Regions from separate parts of the Delphinus delphis genome. Here region 1 is linked to region 2. Evidence: chromatin contacts called from public Hi-C data. All regions are on one chromosome and are shown on one strand. The core of a region is the stretch at or near the end of the contact, and the rest is flanking DNA. Distances in the headings are between cores, read along the strand shown. Region 1 holds the start of L2HGDH (L-2-hydroxyglutarate dehydrogenase). Region 2 holds the start of MAP4K5 (mitogen-activated protein kinase kinase kinase kinase 5).

What was found. A called contact is a pair of places that touch in the nucleus more often than the background predicts.
Region 1: a contact with region 2 is called in a Hi-C map of lung, with 11 times the contacts expected there. The contact joins the promoter of L2HGDH here to the promoter of MAP4K5 in region 2. A contact is called at or near these places in 2 of 3 Hi-C or Micro-C datasets (lung and muscle).

The regions. Positions count from the first base shown.
Region 1 is chr2:50,419,297-50,424,747 of mDelDel1.2, reverse strand. It overlaps L2HGDH (L-2-hydroxyglutarate dehydrogenase), which reads right to left and starts at 2,471. Exons shown (of 11, transcript XM_060004587.1): 1 at 2,258-2,471. The coding sequence starts at 2,397. DMAC2L (distal membrane arm assembly component 2 like) reads left to right here and starts at 2,558. Exons shown (of 5, transcript XM_060004595.1): 1 at 2,558-2,631.
Region 2 is chr2:50,182,089-50,188,015 of mDelDel1.2, reverse strand. It overlaps MAP4K5 (mitogen-activated protein kinase kinase kinase kinase 5), which reads right to left and starts at 2,769. Exons shown (of 32, transcript XM_060004580.1): 1 at 2,637-2,769; 2 at 2,164-2,380. The coding sequence starts at 2,271. ATL1 (atlastin GTPase 1) reads left to right here and starts at 2,960. Exons shown (of 15, transcript XM_060004582.1): 1 at 2,960-3,043.

The sequences.
Region 1 (5,451 bases), core at 1,222-3,721, 240 kb before region 2:
TAATAAAGAAGAAAAATCTTTTATTTGAAAAGATTTATAATGTAGACAAACCTCTGGCAAGAGTAATGGGGGAAAAAGTGAGATGACACAAATAAATAAAACAGAATAATAAAGAAAAAATACGTAAAGACACAACAAGGATCTTAAACATAATCAAAGAGTATCATGGAGATCTATATGCTAATAAATTTGATAACATAGATGAAACGGGGTGGGGGACTCCTCGGGCAAAATTACTGAGGCATAAAGAAACAGAAATTTTGAATCAATCACTATAAATTAAAATAGTCATCAAAAGCTTTCTACCTAAACACACACACCCATACATTTTACCAAACTTTCAAGGAACGGATAATCTCTATCATCAAAGATATTCCAGAAAAATTTAAAGGGTTGAGAACTCCCTAACTCATTTTATGAAGCACATATGAACCAGGTTCCAAAACTGGATAAGAAGTACAAAGAAGCTTCTATACCAGTAAGATCCAACTGAAAGAATAATATAAAATAAGATACTATTTACAAAGCAATAAGGGAATCAAAGAATTAACCTAAGAAAAAAGAACTTCACAGAGAAAAATTTTCAACTCTATTAAATAACAAATGAGGGACTTCCCTGGTGGCGCAGCGGTTAATAATCCACCTGCCAATGCAGGGGACACGGGTTCCAGCCCTGGTCCAGGAAGATCCCACATGCCGCGGAGCAACTAAGCCCGTGCGCCACAACTACTGAAGCCCGCGGGCCTAGAGCCCGTGCTCCGCTACAAAGAGTAGCTCCTGCTCTCCGCACCTAGAGAAAGCCCCTGCGCAGCAATGAAGACCCAATGCAGCCAAAAAATCAACAAATAAATAAACTTTAAGTAACAAAGAGTATGCATAAATGAAAAGATATGCCAAGTTCATGGATGGGAAAACTCAAAATTATAAAGAAGTAAATCTCCCCCAAATCTATCTACCTAATTTCAATAATATTTTCAAAATAATATTTTAAGATACTAAATGTTATATAGAATAAAGGTCTATAAGTAGTAAAGCAATTTAAAAAAAACAAACAAGTGCAAAACTTCTAAAACTGATGAAAATCTGAATAAGGCCGGTGGATTGTGCTAATGTCAATTTCCTGGTTTGATACTGTTATTACAGTTATGTAAGGTGTTGCTGGGGTAAATTGGGTGAAGAAGGGTACATGAGAGCTCTCTGTTCTTTTGCAACTTCCTATGGATCTATAATCATTTCAAAATAAAAAGTATAAAAAGAAAAAATAAAAAGTATAAACAAAACCTTCACTAACCTTACCTTTCTTCCCTTAAAAAAAGGTTCCCAAAAGAGCTGTCTACAAACCCCCACGATGAATCACAAATCCTATCCCACTCTAATCCCCCTCCAATCCACTAATACACAGCAGCCAGAATCAACTTCAGAAACATCAACATTTAATCACTTCTTTAAAACCCTTTAAAAGCCTCCCAGCGCTCTTAGAATAAAATTTCACGTGTATTTAAAACAAAAACTGTGCTGTGATGTAGCCCCTCTCCGATGTCATTCCACACCATCTCTGCTCCGCTAAGCTCTAGTCACACTCATCTTGCCCACATTCTAGTTCCCGAAACAGCCAAGACCTTTCCAGCTTTGAAACCTTCGCATAAACCATTCCCTTTACAGAGAGCAGAGAAAAACAGTAGTGGCGAATGTGGTCTCCAAACTTCAAATTACAGGGCGCTGAATTTTGCGGGGTTTAATTAGCAACTAACTGAGCTGCTTCTCACAGGGGCAACTCTATGCAGCATGCGTGTGCCAGGAACTGATTGATATAGGACTGGTTTTAGATCTTCCAAGTAACATCAGGAAGGCCAGCGAATAAACAGCATATTTGGTTGCTTACAGTGTGTTAGGTCCTTTAATCCTCAAAACGACCACTTAACGCGAGACTAGGATCCTATTCACAACTGAGCTTTTAAGGAGCTTAACTAACCCGCCCAGAGTTGAATAGGAAGTGGTGGGGTGGTATTCAGAGCCAGAACTGTTCTTGACCTCTACTCAACACTGCCTTTCTTATTCTTTTCCTCTCGCCCACAAACCTACAGATGATCCAAGCAGGTAGCTCCTGGCACCATAGGTTGGAGCCCGGGATTCACAGGATCCCGACCCTCTCCCACGCCGAGGACAGGGAAGTAGCGCAGGGGCAGAGGTCCAGCACGAGGCACCTCTGAGAGAAGCAGCGCAGACCGCGGGGGGGGTCGGGCCAGCGGCTACTCACCTGGTGCTGGCTCTGCGGCCACCTTGGCACAACAGCCAGGGCTTCCCCGGCGCGGGCGCGCACGCCGCGGAGAAGCCCCCGGGAAACCCCCCGCGGGCCAGTCCGCAGACACTGCCTAGGTAACGTAGCGCTGGCACCATCGCCTGCGCCTCCTCCCCTGCCTCAAGCCCCAGGAGCCGGCCCTTGAGCCCTACACTGCCCAGGTCCAGGCGCTCTCTAGCCCCGCCCCCAGGCAGAGGCCAATGAGGGGCGCTCTTTCGCCCCACGTGAGAGCAGCCGCCAGTGGCCAATGGACTCGCGCGGCGGAGGGCGAAGGGCAAGCCGGCGCCGCCGTAGACGCTGGGGACGCTAACTCGCTCCCTCCTTTTGACGCTGTGAGTAGAGGAGCTAGGCCCCGGGTGGGGCGGGTCTAGGGTGGTGGTTAGCCTCTGCCCTTTCCCTTCTCCCATCGCTAGGCTGACTGAAAATCTGGCCCACCGAGTCGGGCGTCCTCGATCTTCACCGCCGAGCGGACTCGGGGCCGCGGAAGAAAGTCAGGATGATTATGGTGAAAACTGTCGTTTGGGCAAGCCCAGCTGCCTCCCCTCCTCCCGCCAGGCCCCGCCCCTCTCGACCCCGCCCCGCGTCACTCGAGGCTCCGCCCCTATCAACCCCGCCCCCCTCAGACCCGCCCCGCGTCACTCGAGGCTCCTTTCAGGGCACCGCGATCTCCAACCCGGCTCCCACCCAGTGGAGTGGCCACTGGAGGGGCGCTCGCTGTCCAGCCCTAGCCCTCTCCGGACGGAGGCTCTGTCATGGCAACGCCTGATAGCCTGCAGTCTTCTGGACTTCCATATATGTGGCTCCTGACGTGCCATTCATTCATTTATTGGTCCTGTAAATATTGAGCACCTAAATGAACCAGACGTCTCGGTCTCTGACATCATTTAGCAATCTATTTCCTTTTTTAAAAAAATCCTGGACCGAGATATACTTTTAAATATGCTGTGCGGGCCTGGGAACAGCGACTCACCTGTGCAGGTCACTTCACCCCTGTTTATCTGTAAAATGAGGGAAGTGGACCATGTAATGTATGAAAAACCTGTGTTAAATTACGTGATCCTTTATCACCATGCCTAACTAACATTTATCACCATGTTTAACTAACATTTGTTCTCTCTGCTTGTTGGAAGTTTTTTAATTTTTAGGGTCAGGACAGCTGAACAAAAATAGAATCATTTAACTTTATTGCTGGAAGGACTTATTCTTGCCTGTGTGAATTTGGCTCCAGTTATTAGTCGGGTAGCTTGGGGAAGTCACTTCACCTCTTTGCCTCAGACCCTTCTCTGTGAACTAGGAGTAATAGCAGGATCTCCTTCATGTGGATTACACGAGATAAGGCTCATCAGATGTTAGCACAGTAAAGTGCTCGATAAAATGATGGCTTTTATTATGTTTATATTGGTTTTATCACCTGGACAGTTGTACATATTTTCTTTATTTGCGAAAATAATGTGGAATGTTGCCTGCTTGTTCATCACAAATGAAAAAAATAAGAAATGGTTATTTTTTTAGTTCAACTTTTTAATTTTAAGCTAATCGTAGATTCCCATGCAGTTGTAAGAAACAGTAGAGATCCTGTGTACCCTTTACCCAGTCTTCCCCAATGGTAACATCTTGTAAAAGAATAGAACAATAACTCAACCAGGAAATTGACATTGACACAGCCCATGGATCTTATTGAGATAACCACAGTTTTACCTTTGTGCATGTATTTAGGTCTGTATAGTTTTTATCACATGTGTAGGTTTTGTTTTGTTTTGTTTGGCCACGCCGTCGGGCTTTTGGGATCTTAGTGCCCCGACCAGGGATTGAACCCCAGCCCTTGTCAGTGAGAGCTCAGAGTCCTAACCACTGGACCACCAGGGAATTCCCCATGTGTAGATTCTTGTATCCACCACAGGCAAGCTACAGCACAGTTCCATCACCACCAGGATCCCTCGGTTGTCCTTTTATAACTACACTTCTCTCCTGCAGGGCACCCTCTTCCCCGTTCTAGTCTCCCTTTCTAAAATTTTGTCATGCCAAGAATGTTACATAAGCAGAATTATACAGTATGTAATTTTCTGGAATTGACTTTTTCACTCAGCATAATCCCTTGAGATCCATCCAAATTGTTGCATGTATTGATAGTTCATTCTAATTGCTGAGAAGTATTTCATGGTATGGATGTACCACAGCATGTTTAACCATTCACCCATTGAAGGGCATCTGAGTTACTTTTAGTTTTTAGCTATTTCAAATAAAGCTGCTATGAAAATTAGTGTACAGCTTTTTGTGCGAGCCTGTTTTTGTTTTTCCGGGATAAATGCCTAAGAGTCCAATTTCTGGGTCATATGATAAGCACATGTTTACTTTTGTAAGAAACTGCCAAAGTGTTTTCCGAAGTGGCTGCACCATTTTACATTCCCACCAGCAATGTTGAGTGATCCAGTTCAGTTCCTCTTCAGTGTCACCAACTTTTGGTACTATCACTATTTTTTATTTTAACCGTTGCATGGGATGTAGTTGATTTGTTACTAGGTTGAGTACAGAATTATACAGTTTTAGGGTCTGTGGTCAGGCTTTCATGGGTCAGCCCAGAATAGTGACTTTTTTACTACTCTGTGATTTTGAGCACGTGCTTCTGAGTTTAGCAAAGTGAAAGAACTCAAAATACACATGCTCTTTTTGTAAAATTTTCTCTGCTTACCTTCTCCCCTAGGCTTGACTGTACATTAATTTGTTTCATTTAGATAATCTCACATCAAGAGCTCACCTTACATTCATTCACCCTGTAATGTCTTTGGCTAGAGACATTTGTGTTCTAGCCACCACCCTCCTCAGCTAAGAATTCGTGTTCATCTTCCATCTAGGTCAGAACCTATGTGAAATTAGTTCAATGAGTGTCAAGCAATATTAGCCTAAGAGTGGCTTTTGGAAACTTTGCTTCTCATTCCTAAGCAATTGCTCTGCTGTTCTATTTCACTAGACTCTAGACACCTCAGGAATAAGAATTGGCATCAATAATGGATGAATTTGCAGTGAAGTGGGGTTATAATTTGGGGAGTAAAAATGCCCCAGTTCTGACATCACCCACCCCTCTCTTCACACTTTTACTGCCCTAAAGAACAAGTTGGCTAGTTCAGTCTTTTTGACCACTAAAATAGCCAACG
Region 2 (5,927 bases), core at 1,520-4,019:
TAAAAACATTCTGAGCAGAGGCAATAGCCAGAACAAAGGCCCAAAAGTAGGAAGATGGCAACACTGGCCTGCTTGCTCTTCCTTATGTTTAAGGAAGAGCAAGCAGGCCAGTGTTGCTAGAAGAGAATGAAGGAGGGTGAAGAGTAATAAATGAGGTTGGAGAGATAAGGGGGAGGGGCTGGGGCCTCCTGGAGGCTTTGAGTAAGGTAGGATGTAACAGTTGGAAATGGGGGTGGGAGGTAATTCCAGGTAATTAGAACAAAGGAAAAGACAAAGAACCAGGGTTTTGAGGATATTTAGGAATTAGAGGCTGGCTTGGTGTGGAATGAGGATACACATAAAGTGAGGGAGCATGAATATGAGGGAAGGGGATCATTTGTGGGGAGGGTGTTTGAAAGTGGTGTATGATAAATATTGTCTTGATCCTCTGTTTAGGAGCTGTTGAAGAGAGAGATAGGGCAGGGAGGCACCAGGGTAAAAGCCGAGCATTAGCTGTCCCTTTAATATAACCCTTTGCTTTCCCCGGCAAGGATAAAATCCTGCTCCAGACAGTTGCTTTAGTTGTTATATTTATAAAGAAAAAAGGTGAAGACCTTGGGAGTTTTGTGGGGAAAACATTTTAAATTTTCGTGTAGTAGGGAGGAGAGAAAATATACAAGAATTGGAATTCAGATTATTGTATTATTAACATGAACTGAATTAATTACCAATTGTGTGACTAACATGAACTAGTGTAATACACAGTGAATCATAAGATGAAGATGACTAAAAAGTGGGACTGAGAAGGCAAATAGGAATTTCAATTGTTTAAAAAGCATTCCACAACATGTCTAATCCATGAATAAGCAGTTAAGAGTTAACTACCCCTAATTCTACATAAAGAAGAGGATTCTATTATAATTACCTACTTTGAATTAAAATTATTCACAAGGCAAAAGCTGGAACCGTCCTCCCAATTCAACATCCCATACAGAACAGTACCTAGTACAGAAGATTCAAATGCTTGTTTAAAGAATAAAAAGCCTACCCATTACATTTCATCTCAATAGAATCAAACAGTGCTAGAACTGTCATAACACAACCTCAAATTGTTACTATTAATAGGGAGGATATTACACAAAAACAGAAAAGTTAGGAAGAAGGGATGTTTTTTCTTCCATATTACCATATTACCTGTAAAAAACAACATACCCTAAAGGCTGGTTAATTACCCATATGACACAAAGCCATTTCAGGTATATGAAGGAGTGCTGTTTGGAATAATGGGATACCTAACATCATTAAATCCAATAAACAAAGCTGTTCCGAATCAAAGGAAATTTCCCTTGATATACCCATGTGAGTTGCATTAGTGCTCCCTTTCTGGAACAGAGAACAAAAAGCATAAGGCAATCTAAAACAATCTTTCCTCTTCATCCTTCAAGAACTCAGTGGATTTAGGGACCTGGGTTTGCTTCTCTATGCTGTTTTTTTTAAATCTCAAATTAAGAGTAACTCATCCTCATCATTTGTCTCAAATAAAGCAAACGAGTATAATAAAAATACAGCAGCTCTTAACCACTCTTGGTCATGGTATGTTATAAATCCCAAAGAGAGGAACTGCTAAAGTAGAAAAAGAATCATCAAGCGGATACAAATAATGAAACTTCTGCCGGGAAAAGCATCGTTCTTCACTGGGTAATGTTTGTGCACAAGTCACTCTGACCCAGTATTAGACTTAAAATTGAGAGACAGGGTTTCATAGGGCTTTTTAAACCAAGATTATCCATGAAAAAGTTTTTTATGCAAATGTCGGAATGTCAACATACTTTCTGGTCTACTGTTTTCCAGGAAGCATTTTTCCATGCTAAGACAAGAACATCCTCAAGGGCAACTCCATAAGCGGATTCGAACTCCCTTGGATACCATAAATAAGCGTTAAAAACCCTTTACACCACAAAAAAGTACTACGGTAGTTTGCAAAGGTGTGTTTAGTTCTGCTTGTTGGAGCGATTAGAGCAAGCAGTGAATAAAAGGTGCCCTGAATCGAGTACACTGAACCCGGCCGCGGCATCTCCAAGATGCAACAATAAAAGCATCCTCCCCCCTCCTCATACTTCCCCAGAAAGTGGCCCTATACCCGGGAGCCAGCGGGCCGCAGGGAGAAAGCCCGGCCTGCCTCACCTTATAGACGTCCCCGTAGGTGCCGCTGCCGACCCTCTGAACGAGCTCGTAGTCGTGCTGCGGGTTCCGCCTCAGGATGTCCGCGCCAGGCCGCAGAGGGGCCTCCATCTTCGCTCAGGGCCCGGCTCCCGCCGGCTCTGCCCGCGGCGCCCCGATTCCCGCTAACAAGGACGAGCGGCGCCGCTTCCCAACATGGAGCCTCTGCCCGCAGCTCCGCCTGCACGAGGAACGAGCAGAGGCTACAACCCCGAGCGGCCCAGCCCCGTCCCTTCCGCCCGGCCGGGGCCAGCGAACCACCGGGCCTGAAAGGGTCCCCGGCGCCTAGTCGCCGCGTTCCGGCCTCGGCCCTTCCCCCCTCCCCGACCGCCCGCGAACTGCCGAGCCGGGTCTGCCTGCCCGCCGGGGCCCGGGGCCGGCTGGGTACCTGAGGGGAGCGGCCCCACTCTTTGTTGAGCGCCGCGCCTGGAACCTACTTCCTCGCCGGCGCCAGCGTCCTGCTTCCAGGCGCCCGCCGGCCGCTCCAGGTTCGGCGCCGTCTCCGCCTCCCGCTGCACCGCACGTTCTCTCGCGGGCGGCGGAGGGGCGTACCGTCGCCGCCGCCGCACCACGCTCTCCACCCGGGGCTGCGTCACCGGGAGACACGTTCCCGGCCAGTGTGGGTCGGCGCCCAGCTGCCCGCCCGAGTACGCCGGCCGCAGGGCCAGAGTGCCGCCCTGAGGCCTGCTCGGGACACGACACTCTCCCGGCCGGGCCGCCGCGCCCCCCGGGCCGGCGCGTCCTTTCCGGGCCCAGGCTCTGCTTCCCACCCTCGGGGCTTAGGGACGCCCCCGGGCATTCGTGGGCCGAAGCGCCTCCGCTAAACCGCCCCCCGCTTTGTCAGGTAATCTTAGAAGGTAACGGCTAGAGGGAGAAGGGTGGGCACGAGGGCGAAGGGAACGCAGCCCTCTCAGTTCAGAAAAGGTACGTTGAGGGCACTGGGCCAGGTGAGAAGTCACCTGGCAGTGGGGCACCAAGGAAGGAGGTGGGGGAGTGGAGTGCCAGATTAACTAAGTCGCGGCACACCCTACTGCACCGTCCTGTTTTGCAAATCATTCTCAGTGATACGAGTTTGAGGCTTCACTGCACGCCTGCGCAACCTGTCTTCTGCTGAGTTTTCCCAAGACATTTCTGAAAGTCTGAATTGCTAGGAAGTCTCGATGGCCTTTATCCCTGTTGGGCACACGCGGTGTCTGAACGCGGGTATCGCTCCTTGGGTCACGAGTTCTGCAGAACCTGAAACAAAGTCAGGGACCACAACCTGGTTCTGGCTCTACCACTTCCTCAGTATGTGATCTGGGACAAGAAAGACATCGTATTTGGCAATGTCTCCGTATCCTTATCTGCAGCTTGAAAAGGATAAGGTTTTGCATTAGACACCGGAAGTGTTTATAAAGCATTTTACAGGATTATAAAAAGGGTTCTCAAAATATAAAAGGTTGTAAAATACTTCATAATGCACAGAATATGGAACAGGAGTTTAGGGAAGTAATTTGGCTGATATTAACAAGCTGTTTTGCAGTTTCAGTTCCAGTCTTGTTCTGAAGGTAGAAATAAAGTTGCCAGTTTGTACACTGGCAAAGTTATTTCTAGAGCCCAGTGAAGGTTTGAACAAAAAAGCCAGCTAACACTTGGCCATTGCATTTAGTGACTGAAAAAAATCACAAAAGAGCAAGTTGCAGATGTTGGCTTGCGGCTTTGAACATCCAATTCAATTCCATTCTTGGGCAATGTACTCCTTGTTGTTGATCATTGTAATCAATTGCATAATGTAGAAATTAAATTCACACCTTAACAGGACAGGGAATATATGTATTTTCTTGTGCTCCGTGCACAAAGGGCACTTATTTAGGGAACATAAGTAAGCTCAGACTTAACATGCTCTATGGACAAAGCCTATGTGTTTGCTGCATTGAAAAAATGGTTGAAGAACAGTTCCTTCTTTCAGAGCTTCTTGGCACTTGTTTTGGTGGGCAAATACTTTTGGCTTCAATGACTCAAAATCTTTTCAAATGTTCTATTGGTATCCTAGTACTTATTTACTGTCATAGATTTCTTTTTTTCCCCCTTTGATCCTATAAGCATTGATTCTTTTTCTAGTCTGAAATTTATTTATCCTTACTTATTTATACCTACATTATTCCTCAGAGAATTTGAGGCAGCATACAGAAAATGCATACTATAACATAAGATAAAAATGAGGAGATAGGTATGATGTTAAAGAAAGGAAAAATAAGAAAGCAGAACAATACAGCAAATTGGCCAAAGCAGAGGGTTTTATAGTGTTTTTGAGATCACAGTAAACCAGTTAATTGAGAGAGAGTTACATCTTTTCCTGATACTAAGAGTTTAGGAAAACTTACCTCATGCGCCTTCCTAAAATGAAAACTCTGAATTCCCAGTTTGAAACAAGGATAAATGTTTTTCTGATACTCCTTTAAGCATGTTAGTCTTGAAAGACAATGTTTGATTTGAATTAGGCAATAAAAAGTTTGAGGTCATAGGCTTCAACAAGACCCTGGAGTGCAGATACTTTATGCTGCCAGTAATGGCAGATCCACATGCTTTGATCATCAACCCAGAGGTGGCTAGCATGGAAAAAGTCAAGATTTTATGTGGTGGTTAAGAAGTGTCTGCCATAATCGTTCTTTTACTTGTACCACAGTTGTTGCAAGCAAAAAACATCTGCTTTATACTAACTCCAAGAGAATCTTTAGAATTTTTAAATACTGGTTGAGTTAATTTTATCAAGATCAGTGACGTCATAGCTTGTCTGTTAAATATTTCATGGTTAGTAAAGAAATTCACATTCAATTTCCATAAAATAAACATACAGTGCATAAATTTAAATTTATGTCCTAAACAATTAAGCACATGGTTTCAAGGTTGAAGGTAACATAACAATAAAAAGTTTTCAACTGAGCACAGAAGAGTTTCTTACAAACTACCAAATTTCATAATGCCAAGGTATTGAATAAGTATGGCTTGATATAACTGTCATATATTCTTTGTGTCTTCATAATATCTGACATGTAAATATATTCCATGTTTTCCTGTTATCTACCTAACGACCTTTTATGGTTTGCTCTATGCTTTATAGTGTTTTTCCCTTCTTTCCAAGTTCTTTAGTAAAATGCTAATTATAATCTGTGGCCTTTTGTTTCAATTTTAGCCGAGGCTTAATTTTTTAAAATTGGGGGACACGGGGACTTCCCTGGCAGTCCAGTGGTTAAGACACTGCGCTTCCACTGCAGGGGGCATGGGTTAGATCCCTGGTCAGGGAACTAAGTTCCCGCATACAGCACAGTGCAGCCAAAAAAACAGAAAACAAATGAAGGACATAAAATTTTTCAACTTCTACCTAGGTAAGTTTCACAATTTAGTAACCAAGACAGAATGGCTAATTAAAACCCTCAAGTGTGACAAAACAGAGCATGAGGACAATAATTTTAGTATGGAACATATAGGCTTAAACAATATAATTTCCTGATGAATCTTCCAACATAAGCTAGTTGCAAAATGTAATTTTATGTGATTGAGCTTTATAGGTTTGTTAAATATAAATCAATTAAATATTGGAAGGCATTTGCCATAATTATCATTTGGATTTTGAAATAGTTAAACTATTCTTTCTGTTACTAATGAGGATCAGTTGTCTGTTGAGGCCAAAACTGTGTTTTCAAAGTATAGGAGAATTCTGTTTTGTTCTGGAGAGCAGTAGAACATGT